Linked DNA regions of Mus musculus: region 1 is linked to region 2. A link is a contact called in public Hi-C data. All regions are on one chromosome and are shown on one strand. The core of a region is the stretch at or near the end of the contact, and the rest is flanking DNA. Distances in the headings are between cores, read along the strand shown. Region 1 overlaps Acsl3 (acyl-CoA synthetase long-chain family member 3). Region 2 overlaps Gm39665 (a long non-coding RNA gene).

What was found. Hi-C and Micro-C count contacts between places; a contact is called where the count stands out from the background.
Region 1: a Hi-C map of liver shows a contact between it and region 2, with 4 times the contacts expected there. The contact joins two enhancer-like sites. A contact is called at or near these places in 11 of 484 Hi-C or Micro-C datasets (embryonic stem cells and liver), 3 of 115 datasets of contacts at active chromatin or transcription factors (all in embryonic stem cells) and 1 of 9 other capture datasets (liver).

The regions. Positions count from the first base shown.
Region 1 is chr1:78,689,978-78,695,922 of GRCm38.p6, forward strand. It overlaps Acsl3 (acyl-CoA synthetase long-chain family member 3), which reads left to right. Exons shown (of 15, transcript NM_001033606.2): 4 at 292-401; 5 at 2,105-2,243; 6 at 4,219-4,369. Among named protein-coding and RNA genes, the nearest start is that of Gm51635, 12 kb to the left of the region's middle. Within about 2 kb of position 3,889, at least 4 of the 459 cell types and tissues checked have an H3K27ac peak or open chromatin away from gene starts, as enhancers often do. A contact at or near this core is called in liver, where this site is marked.
Region 2 is chr1:78,565,453-78,571,601 of GRCm38.p6, forward strand. The region is part of intron 2 of Gm39665 (a long non-coding RNA gene); the gene reads right to left. It also overlaps a transcript of Mogat1 not described here. Among named protein-coding and RNA genes, the nearest start is that of Gm39665, 20 kb to the right of the region's middle. Within about 2 kb of position 2,574, at least 44 of the 459 cell types and tissues checked have an H3K27ac peak or open chromatin away from gene starts, as enhancers often do. A contact at or near this core is called in liver, where this site is marked.

The DNA of each region.
Region 1 (5,945 bases), core at 2,639-5,138, 130 kb after region 2:
TTGACATTCTAGAATAGATATAATTCCTTTATGTTATATTAGTCCTAGAATATAGTGAATGTGAAACATTAAGAATCCTCATGTAAAATACTAGGGATCTTGGGAACGTTAGAGGAAGATGAGTAGATAGGATATTGATCAGAACCTTCTGTATGCAACCACAGTAGTTTTCCCAGGCTGTCCATGAGAAGGAACACTCCTTTAAGATGCACATGTACTTCCAGAGGGGCTGCTGGGTGGGAGCCCTTATGCCTGTGCCCTTATGTGTGACCTGTATTCTTTTCCTTGTAGTTGTTACACTGTATGCTACTCTGGGAGGTCCAGCCATTGTTCATGGACTGAATGAGACAGAGGTGACCAACATCATTACTAGCAAAGAACTCTTGCAAACAAAGCTGAAGGTGAGGACCACAGCTCTCTTTAAGAGTCTGATGCTTTGACTTTTCCTGTGATGAATCATACTGACCCAGTTATCTTTGAGATTTTGTGGTTTTCCTTTAGAATATAAAAAGTGCAATATATATATGTATATATGTATATATGTATATATGTATATATGTATATATGTATATATGTATATATGTATATAGGTATATAGGTATATAGGTATATAGGTATATAGGTATATAGGTATATGTATGTATATATGTATGTATATATGTATGTATATATGTATGTATGTATATATATATGTATGTATATATATGTATGTATATATATATATTAGATAGACCATAGATAAAAATTGTTAATTTGCCAATGTTGAAAGGATGACAACTTTTTATTGTATATTGCATATATAAAGTAAATTAATAGTTTTGCATGTGTATAATTTTTGAATTTGTTTGTTTGTATGCATCTGCATTCATATATGTGGTTACATGTGCCACAGCACACCTGTGAAAAGTCTGTACAACCTGTGGGAGTTAACTCTCCTTTCATCATGGGGTTTCTTGTGTCATCAGGCTTGGTGACAAGTAGAATGTACCTCCTGAGCCATTTTGCTGGTCTCTCAACATAATATATTTATATCATGTGCATACGTGTTTTGCCTGCATGCATGTCTATGCACCATGTAGGTAAAGTGAAAGCTTGCCTTTGTAATCACAAGGACCTGGGTTTAATTTCCAGAACTCTTATTTAAAAAGTCAGCTGTGGTCATATCTGCTCATAATCCCAGTACCTGTGCTAGCAGAACACGTGGCTCCCTGGGGCTTACTGTTGCCATGGCTCAGGCCAGAGGACCCTGTGGAGGAGGGTTTGGAGAGCATCTCAGGAACAGTGCCAAAAGTTGTCTTCTGTCCTCCCACTCATGCGCATAGACAGACAGACAGACAGACAGACAGACACACACACACACACACATCTGTGTGCATATGCACCCATACGTGTAATCTCTGCACTTGGGAGATGGAATTAGAAAGATTAGTAGTTCAAAGTCGTCCTCAGCTATAGAGTAAGTTGGAGTTCAATCTAAGTTGGGAGAGATCTTCTGAAAGACATACAGGTGACACTCACGGAGGGAAGGAGGGAGAGAGCAGTGGAGGAAAGAAAGAGGGAAGGAGAGAGAGAAAGAGAGACAGAGACAAACATACAGGAGAAGAGAGAAAAGAGGAAGTAGGGAAAGAAAGAATGGGGGTGGTAGGTGTACTAAAATGGGAGACATTTTATGAAATAATAGGAAACGGGCAACTTCCCCTGGAAACATCACTATCAGGCATTGTTTTATTTTTCTTTTTTAGAAAGTTCCCAGGTGGACTTCTTTCCTTCTTTGATATATTCTTTTGCATTCTCTTGAAAATATGAGGGACTTTGGGCTTCTCTATAAGTAGTTCAGGTATTATGTGTTTATATGTCCATTTTGTGGAGCAGTAACTTTATTGATGAGGATTTTATCAAAGAAGATTGTATACACAGTGCTATAGAATATTCGTCCAATTCCCCACCCCCTCTTCATGCCGTTCCTCCGGCCTGTCTCCCTAGCCCCTACCACTTAACTTTCGGGGCAAGAAATCAGTTGGTGGCTCAGTGTGTAGAGAACTGTGCTCATGTGTCCCGAGTTACTCAACTGTTGGCTAACATCATGATTGTTGTGTTTCTTCAGGATATAGTCTCTTTGGTCCCACGTCTGCGGCATATCATTACTGTTGATGGGAAGCCTCCAACCTGGTCTGAGTTCCCCAAAGGTGTCATTGTACACACCATGGCTGCAGTGCAGGCTCTAGGAGTGAAGGCCAACGTGGGTACGTTGTGATCATTCCAGATGTGCACTCTCTGCTCACCTTGTTCTAGACTGTAACTGTGGAAATGGGTTCTTCTTTATTACTTTTACCTAGCCTTTAAAGAAAGACTTGAGGAAAATGCCAACACTTATTTATTCTTCTTAAATTATGGACTGGGAATGTTAACTCATTATGCAGAGTGTTTGCCCAGCATGCTCTAAGGCCTGGGTTTGATTCCCCAGTGTCGCATAACATTGGACATGATGGCACATGCCTGCCACCTCAGCACCAGGAGGTGGAGGCAGAAGGATCAGAATTGATCATCATTGACCAGGGAGCTAGTGCAAGGCCAGACCGGGCTACAAAAGCCAGACTGGGCTACATGAGACCCTGTCTGCAAAACAAGGGCAGCAATAACCAAAAAGCAGTAGTGGTTACTTGAAGTAAATTTAAAGTACTTACACATCATTCAATTTTCTGTTCACTTTTTCTGAAAGTTTTGAGTAGTTTAAAGTTAAGCACTTTAAATAGACACATTAGAGTTAGTCTTCAGCTAGAGTTTCTAAGCCAGGAGTCCTCTTTTTCACTTCTCTCTCCTCGTACTTGCCTATGCAGAGTTTTTAATCTTCCAGATGACACAAGGCATAGACACTTTCAAAGCAGTAACTGTCAAAGAAATGAGCATCAGAAAATGTAGACTGCAGGTCTCTGGCATGTTGTAATGGTATTTCCTCTGTAGTTAGAAGTTGGGTGATTCTGATTAGGGACAGGATAATGCTGTCATTACGGGAATATCAGGGATGATAATATTTTAGCATATTGAGTTGTAGGTATTGGTGGGCATTCAGAGAATGTTGACCAGTACCGTCTAGTTATAGAAAAAGAAAAGAAGAGAAAAGAAAAGAAAAAAAGAAAAGAGAAAAGAAAAGAATGTATTATGTGGTTCATTGTTAAGAAGTCATCTGGCCTGGTATGAGAGAAGGGGACATACTTGAAGAACCTTTTACATTGCATTAGCTTTGGGATATGCGTGTAGACAGGCAGATGGTGGTGATACCATCTGGTTGTCTCCTGTGCCTTTCCTGTAGTGTGTTGGTTGTTGATTTTAGGCTAGATGTCTTGTGACTACAGACAAGCAACACTGAGCAACCCTGGGAGTTGAGTATAACCAACAAGGTCATCTCCTGAAGCAGGGACACATTAGTGAGTGTGCAGGTATAAAGGTTCAGGCCCCTTTATTCTGAGGAGCTCCTCATTTTTTTTTTTTAATTCCATTTTCAACTTACATAGCCACTCAGCAGCCAAGTTTATATAGCTCCAAAGTCATTTTTGCTTCAGATGCTGGCCTGCCTCTGCTGAAAAGGGCCTTTCATCTGATCCCAGGGGTGAGATGCAGCCCTCCTCAGTGCCTTCTGCGGCTGCCTGTGGTGCTGGGTGCTGCTCCACTGGTACTTAGGGTTACTCCAGTCCCACCGCAGTGCTAGTGTTTATAGATGCCAGGCACACTTCTACCTTAAAGCCTTTGTACTGACTTGTTTACCCCCCCCCCCCCCCCCCCGTCTGTCTGTCTGTCTATTGATCAATCTATCGATCTATCTAACCAACGTACCAAATGGAACATGATCTGTGTAAACTGTACCAGAGCTTACCATGCGTCCTAGGCTGGCCTTGACGTTAAGATCTCATTTTAGCTTCCTGAGTGTGCATTTGCAGACATCTGCTACCATGTCCACTGCTTTGTACGTCTATGTGAACTACTGGCTTCCCAGGACTTTTGTGGCTACTTTGCTTACCCTTTGCCAGAATGCTGCACCTAAGCAGTGTTATCTGACCCTGTCTTTATTTCCTCCGTGGCTCTAATTATAGACTTAACCTGTTTGTCCCAGTATTGTTTATGCCTCCTTATGTGTTGACTGCTGTTTGAGTGTTAGAAGAAAATTGCTGATAGAGCTGAGTTTCTTCTTTTTTGTTTCCCTTTTTCTTTTCTTCAACGTAGAAAAGAAAGCTCACAGCAAACCACTGCCCTCAGATATTGCAGTAATCATGTACACAAGTGGGTCCACAGGAATTCCAAAGGGAGTCATGATCTCACACAGCAACATCATTGCTTCTATAACGGGGATGGCGAGAAGGATTCCAAGACTGGGGTATGTCATTGTAAAACTCAAGAGTGACTGTATTTGTAGCTGTTAAGAGTTCAAACATTTGTGCCATTTTAGTAGATGGTTAAAGTATTCCCCAGGTGTCTAAAAGTAGAAATTTTAGAGAACATTAATTTTAAAAGTCAACATTTTAAAATTTATTTGTGTGTATGTGTGTATGTATGTATGAATGTATGTGTGTCTAGCCACATGTATATGTCTGCATTTGAGTGCCAGCACCTCCTCTTTACTCGTGCGTTAGCACTTTGCTTCTGCAGCAGACCACATTCTGAAAGTGCTTGCCTCCTTGGTTTTCGGTTGGGCTATAGTTGTTCTTTCTGTCTCTAATCTCTATCTTATCAGCAGGGACTCAGATGCTTAGCTTAGCTGTGCTCCATGTAAGCTTGCTGTAGTCAACTTCTGGCAGAGAGCTCCCATAACCTTTTGTAGGCATAAATTTTTTTTGCAATGTACTTTTAGTAATGGTTCAACCTCTCCTTTAGCCCACCACCCACTAGAGACAGTGGAAGAGGAAAGTTATTAGGATATGGGGGAAGTGGTCCTGTTTAGCAAAAGTTCTTTTGGGGCAAGCTCAGTCTTCTGTCTTAGCAGTTTAGTCCTGCAGCAAATACCAAATAGGACTCAGCAGCTGCAGACTAGTCCTCTAGGCAGGCAGACAGCACACCCAGACTGGCAACTTACAGTCCAGTCCTCTCAGCAGGCAGATCACCGGGCACGAACCAGCAGCTGCAGTTGAATTGTGGAGAAACCGCAAGGTTCACCAACCGGCCAGCCTGAGGTGAGGCCAGCTGCCGCAGGAACCTCACAAGCAGTTCTCAGGCGAGTTTCTCTCAAAGGCAGCCTAACCACAGTTGAGCTCAACATTGCTATCTAAGGTGAACCAATAGGTGTGTGTCATTAGGAAGAAGAGTGAGGCAGAGCAAACCAAACCAAAACTCATCTCCCACTGCCTGTGGGGTCAGATTTATATTCCTTCATCAAGTGTCCTTTCATGTTTGCTCTATGCATACATCCTCTCACCTGTGTCTGCTTCAGGAAGACATCCTTTCACGTGTTTGCTCTATGCATACATCCTCTCACCTGTGTCTGCTTCAGGAAGACATCCTTTCACGTGTTTGCTCTATGCATAAATCCTCTCACCTGTGTCTGCTTCAGGAAGACATCCTTTCACGAGTTTGCTCTATGCGTACACCCTCTCACCTGTGTCTGCTTCAGGAAGACATCCTTTCACGTGTTTGCTCTATGCATACATCCTCTCACCTGTGTCTGCTTCAGGAAGACATCCTTTCACGTGTTTGCTCTATGCATAAATCCTCTCACCTGTGTCTGCTTCAGGAAGACATCCTTTCACGTGTTTGCTCTATGCATACATCCTCTCACCTGTGTCTGCTTCAGGAAGACATCCTTTCACGTGTTTGCTCTATGCATAAATCCTCTCACCTGTGTCTGCTTCAGGAAGACATCCTTTCACGTGTTTGCTCTATGCATACATCCTCTCACCTGTGTCTGCTTCAGGAAGACATCCTTTCACGTGTTTGCTCTATGCATACATTTTCTCACC
Region 2 (6,149 bases), core at 1,324-3,823:
ATGGCAGAGATCTGTGAGACCACCATGTAGACTGTTCCTCATCTCCCCCTTGTGTGACATGCCTCCGGAGTGATATCTCTTTGAGAGTTGGTAGTCCATGACAGGTAAAATCCTAGAAGATAGGGCAACCTAAGACAGGAACAGTCCAGTATTTTGGGAATCCTCTCATGTGGGATCAACAATGGCATTCCAGCCCAGCTCCCACTAGGCTGTCTAAATCTAAAAACAAAAGGGTGGAAATGTAGGAGGAATGTTGGTGGCCATATCTGCATAAATGCTGGGGGCTGCAGCCACAAAGGCAACTCCTGCAGAACGACCTAATTGAAGACTGCCTGAGAGACCAAGGATTGCTGACACAGACAATCAGGAACTGCTATTTGGAAGAGATGCTGGCTGGGGACATGAGTCAGAGGTGCTACCCACATATTTTCAGAATCAGGGATTTTATAATTGCAGCCAATCACTAACTCTCTATATTTCAGATTTGCCTAGGAAGAGACACCTTCAACCAGGGATTATCTAGATCAAGCCCACCTGTGGTCATGTCTGTTTCCCTTACTCATTAACTCATGTAAAAAAGAATCTGCCCATTGTGGGTAACACCATTCCCTAGGCAGAGGATTCTGGACTATATTAGTATAGAGAGGGAGCCAAGCACAAGTGTGCATGTATGCATTGTCTCCCACCTCTTGATTGTGGGTATGACTAGCTGTTTTGCCTTAACTTCCCTGGAATGATAGACTGTACCCTGGAACCATAAGCTAAATTAAACTCTTTCTCCCCAGATTTCCTTTTTGTCAGAATTTCTATCACAACGGAAATGAACCAAGGACAAGGGTTCTGCCAGAGATCTTCTCATTTAGTTCCAATTTTAATTTTCCAACATTTTGTGCTAAGTTTGCCAAAAGAGCGTACAGTGCTGACACAAGAATTAAATGTGGTCATTCACAGCCTACTTAGGGGTTAGATTTTTCTTTTCTCTTAGTTGTGTTTTGTGGAGATTCTTTAGAGTTTTCTGTGGGCTGGCGAGATGGCTCAGCAGATAAGAACACTGACTGTTCTTCCGAAGGTCCTGAGTTCAAATCCCAGCAACCACATGATGGCTCACAACCACCCGTAATGAGATCAGATGACCTCTTCTGGTGCGTCCGAAGACAGCTACAGTGTACTTATGTATATTAATAAATAAATCTTTGGGCCAAAGGGAGCAGGGACTAAGCAAGCAAAGTTGACCAGAGCGAGTGGGTTTGACTGGAGCAAGTAGAGGGAGGTCCTAAAAATTCAATTCCCACGTGAAGGCTCACAACCATCTGTACAGTTACAGTGTACTCAGATACATAAAATAAATAAACAAATCTTTTAAAAAAAGTTTTCTGGGAGTGAGGCTCAACAAGGTAAATAGCTTGTCTTTAAAAAAACATGGGGGGGGCAGGAGAGCGGGAGGGAGGGCATGGGGGACTTTTGGGATAGCATTGGAAATGTAAATGAAGAAAATACCTAATTTAAAAAAAAGGAAAAAAAATTAAAAACATACAGCTTTAAGTTAAAGAGGCAGAATCAAGATCAGTGTATGCTGCCTAGTTACCCTATCCCAAAGAAAGCAAAGGAGAGAGAGAGAGAGAAAGAGAGAGAGAGAAAGAGAGAGAGAGGTTTATTGGGCTCTCATCTCTGCATCACTTCTAGCCTGCTGTCAGCACTGAATAAGTATAGAGGCTCTCCTGTCACTCAGAACATTTGCCACTAGCACACATGGCCTCTTGAACACAAGAAGTGTACTAATTCCATTTAGCTCTGTTGAGCGATGCTGCAAAAATACTCATGGGATTTTGGAGACTTGCTAAAAAGTAGAAGCTACAGAATTGCTCGTTAGTTAAGAATTGATGATCATATGCCATAAAGGGGAAATAAAATATTAGTGCAAATTAATTTCACGTGCTTCTTTTTTCTTGCTCGAGAACACTAGTAGAAATGTTAAAATAACTCTTGTGGCTCTCATTCTATTCTAAAGTATGCTGTTCTCTCGAAGGTACTGGCTATACTTAGCACCTCTCCTTTGTTGTTTCCTCCACAGATTAAGCTGCTATTTGGGGGTTTAGGAAAAATTTCCCAGCAGGATGGAGGAGGTGTCTCAGCAGGCCAGGGTGTTATACCAGGCCCTAATGCCACGGACTTAACTGGGCTAATCTGATTGAGCAGGAATTTAACGGCTTTGGTCATTAGCCAAGCCTTGGCCTTTGCAAACCCTACCTGTGTCTTTGGATTATATTTTGGGGAATTAAAAAAGGATCGAGAATAAAAGACTGAAAGGAAGTAAACCAGATCCCCTCTTCACATCCTTGGGATGACGGTCCAACGTTACAGGGTTTCTAAATTTGTCTTGAGTTTACCTGGATAGCAAGCTGAGAGCTATTTCAGTGCTTGCCTTTGTCTATAAAGGAAATGTCGGTGGTTACGGTCTCCTTTCTTTTTTGTACAGCTACAGTTGAAAGGGCTGGAAAAGTACATTTGCTTTGGAGAGGTTGAGAGACAGATCGAAACCCTGCAGGGAGTATCCAGTTACCTCCTCCAGCTGGGAAAAAGACTGCTGGCCCAGGATGGGATTTCAATCCTTAAAGTTACATAAGCAAACAGCCTATCCATCCCATGCAATGATAATTATATGAAAGGAGCTAAATAGATCCAGGTCAGCTCCTTGCTAGAGATGCAGAAGCTTGGGGAATGGGGGGAGGACTGAGAGAGGTCACTGTCCTTTGCCAGCCAGCAGTTGGTAGGGTGGGACAAAAGCTCACAGATTATCTAGCTCAGGGCCCTCAATGTGCTGTGAATATCACAATCACCTGGGGAATGTTAACGATCACCAGGTTTAAAGCTGAACTCCAGACCAATGAAGTCATCGGTGTTTGGAAAGCTTCCCAGGTCATTGCGACTCTCAGCCAAGTTCGTAAAGCGCAGATCTAGGTCACCCCCTTGTTTTTGTGACAGGGAGATACAAAAGATCAGGGGACACTGCTTCAAGTTCCTCCAGCTGGCAAGTGGCAGAGCAGAGACAAGTCCTTTCTTTCCTTGGCTTTGACTTTGTATTCTCCTTTTCCCATAGTCTCAGCTCGCCACCCTTCCGTGACATTGACATTATCCTGCTTTCCTTCGAAATGTTTCCCCAGATCTTTGCAGAGCTATCTCAGCTTCCACTCTTGAGCCCAATGCCAACTGCAAGCCACGTCAAAAACACATTATTGTCTTTCTTTGGGGCACCTCCCAAACTCTCAAATCAAGGGGATGTGTGTTGGTGCTGCCCCAAGTCTGGGTGGGTTGATTCTTGGCAGGAACACTGAGTATCTTCTGGGCAGTATAACTAGCCCTATGTTATCCCCAGGGTCTACTTCCACACAGCCAACTTACCTTGAAAATACCCAGAAAAAAAGCAGGACCTGGTGGCACACACCTGTAATCTGAGCACTTAGAAGTCTGAGTCAGGAGGATTATAGGTAGGAATTTGAGGCTAACCTGGGCTACATAGCAAGTCTGTAAGGTAAGTCTGGTCTACACATGCAGAGTTACATACTGAGTCATACACAAAGACTAACCCCACCCCAAAAAACCATAATTTTAAAATCTGTCTGTATATAACATTTACAAACATTTTCCTCTTTTAAAAAAATGCAAGTATGCAGTGTATGTAGAATATATCTTCCCCATATCTACCTGATTGCCTCTCTTTCCTCTCCCCTCTCCCTCCCATTAGTCCCATCTGTTGCCTAGATAATTTGCCTGTCTTCTTTCATGCATATATACATACATGACTATATTCATTGATATAAAATCAAGGAACCACACATAAGGCTAGTTTATAAGATTCTCTCCAATCCCATTTATTTTCCTACAGATGCCCATTTCTTTCTTCTTTATGACTTAAAAGAGTTCCATTGTTTATATCAAACTTTTTCTTGTCATTATCTTCTAAGCAAGCTGGTCTAAACTCTTCTGTGACTACATTTACATTGTACTGGGTTCTTTACGTACTCTATATACGACTTAAAAGGAAGATGAACATACACTATATGCAAATATACCCATTTTATATAGGGGACTTCTATCACGAAAACAGAAAACAAAATATGGTCTGTGGTGAAGACAGTCTAGAGACTGGCACTGCAGTGATTGCTGGTAGTCTGCTGCCTGTTGCTTTTTTTAACTTACTTTATGCTTTGTTATGCTCAACACTGTCCACTGTTCTTCCCCCACCCCCCACCCCCGGATGACTGAAGATCTATGTTTTGATTGAAATCAGAATGACAGAGGCCTGTGAATTTTCTCTTGCACTCAGGTTGTGGGGAATTGGCACTGTACAGGGAGCAAAAGCGGCACAAGTGTAGCAGCTTTGTCTTTTAACAAGGACAACACACAGTTGGAGTGGTCCCGCCCCAATCTAGAGGTGACATTTGGCAGCTTGTTTTTTAATACTCTTGGCTTTATCTGAGAGTCGTGCTTTTTCTGGAGTACGCAATACAGTGGAGACAGGAGGATGTATGAGCTCCAAATGTGCTAACAGTTGCTTCATAGAAAGCGTCAGCAATGGGGCTGAGGAAATGGTGCTCCAGAAGAGGACTTGAATTTAAAGGACCTGAGTTCAAGTCCCCAACACTCACGTAAAAGTCAGACATTGCAACTGTAGGTGTCAGTTAGCCCAACGTGGTAGGGCAGAGATTCTAGGAGCTCTCTGATCAGCCAGCCTTTCTAAACAGCAAGCTTCAGCTCAGTCACAGACTCTGTAATGCTGTAAAAAGGACATTGTACATCCTCCTCGGGCCTCAGGATGCACATGACAGGTGAATGCACTTGCATGCCACATATGCGCACACAGCACATACACAGATACCACCAACACATACAGACACACATACATATATGCATATGAAGACACACACGTATATATGCATACACAAACATATTCACATGTGTATTTACACTCACCAGCAAAAGTCTCATGCATTTGCTCATCTATTATCTGAGTAGCATAATAAGCCCCTGAATGGCAAGCATGGAAATTAGTATTTGAAATCAACTATTCAATCTGCCTAAAAAGCAATTTTTTAAAACACCAGGGGAACAAAAGAGGTGATTCACAACTTCAAAAGAGAAAACAAACGCTGAATTCTGAGCAGGCCATGTCCTCACCTGAACTCCGTTATCCTTGTTGGCAGTTAGGATAGGGAGTTGGGTAACCTAAGCTGCCTCCTGCTGCCATTATTGTCACAGGGGACTCTTCACCCATTGTGTGAGAGCTGTTTTCAACAGTCTGCAGACAATTGGTTGGTTCACAGGGAACTGGGTTTTAAAGAAACAATGAACCATTTCAATTGCATTTCTACAAAAATGGGACAGTGCTGTTTGCCTCTTCTAAGACAGACGTGCAGTGGCATCACAACTCACAGTTGAGTATAAGCTGAATAGTGTTTGACTTTATCCTAGGAGAAGGTTGTTCCTAAGCCAACCATGGCTATCTAACTTAAAAAAACAAAAAAACAAAAAAACAAAAAAACCTAGCTCTGGAGTCAGACAGATCCCTTTATGTGGCCTCAATAAGGCTGCACCTTTCAGAGTCTTCATCCCTTGTTCCACTAAATAAGGCATATGACACAAACCCTTTCCCAGCGACTTGTTATATATGAACTGTTGCATATAAACATTTAGCCAATGCCTGCACATAGCAAGGTCTCAATAAACATTAGCAACTATGATAGTTCTGCATCACATTATATGTGTAACAGTCCAGAGTATTCCGAATTTAGTATGACCCTCACCCACAGGGAGACCTGCTTGATTCCTTTCTCATGTTTGGAACTGAGTTATAAAGAAATTCAGAAGGCCAGCAAAAGTACCAAGTGAGGCAGGAGAATGGCTGTAAGTAAGTAAGAATGGCTATATCGTAGTTCCAGGGCAGCTGGGGCTACAGCATGAGATTCTATCTCAAACCAAACAGAAGAGAATAATAAAGGTAAGGTACAGGGATGGAGAGATGGCTCCGCAGCTAAGAAACCTTACTACTGCTCTACCAGAGGACCCCAAATTCAGTTCCCAGCAGCCATGTCAGGTAGCTTATGACAACCTCCAGGGAATCTGACACCTTCCTGCCTTTACTGGTACTAGGC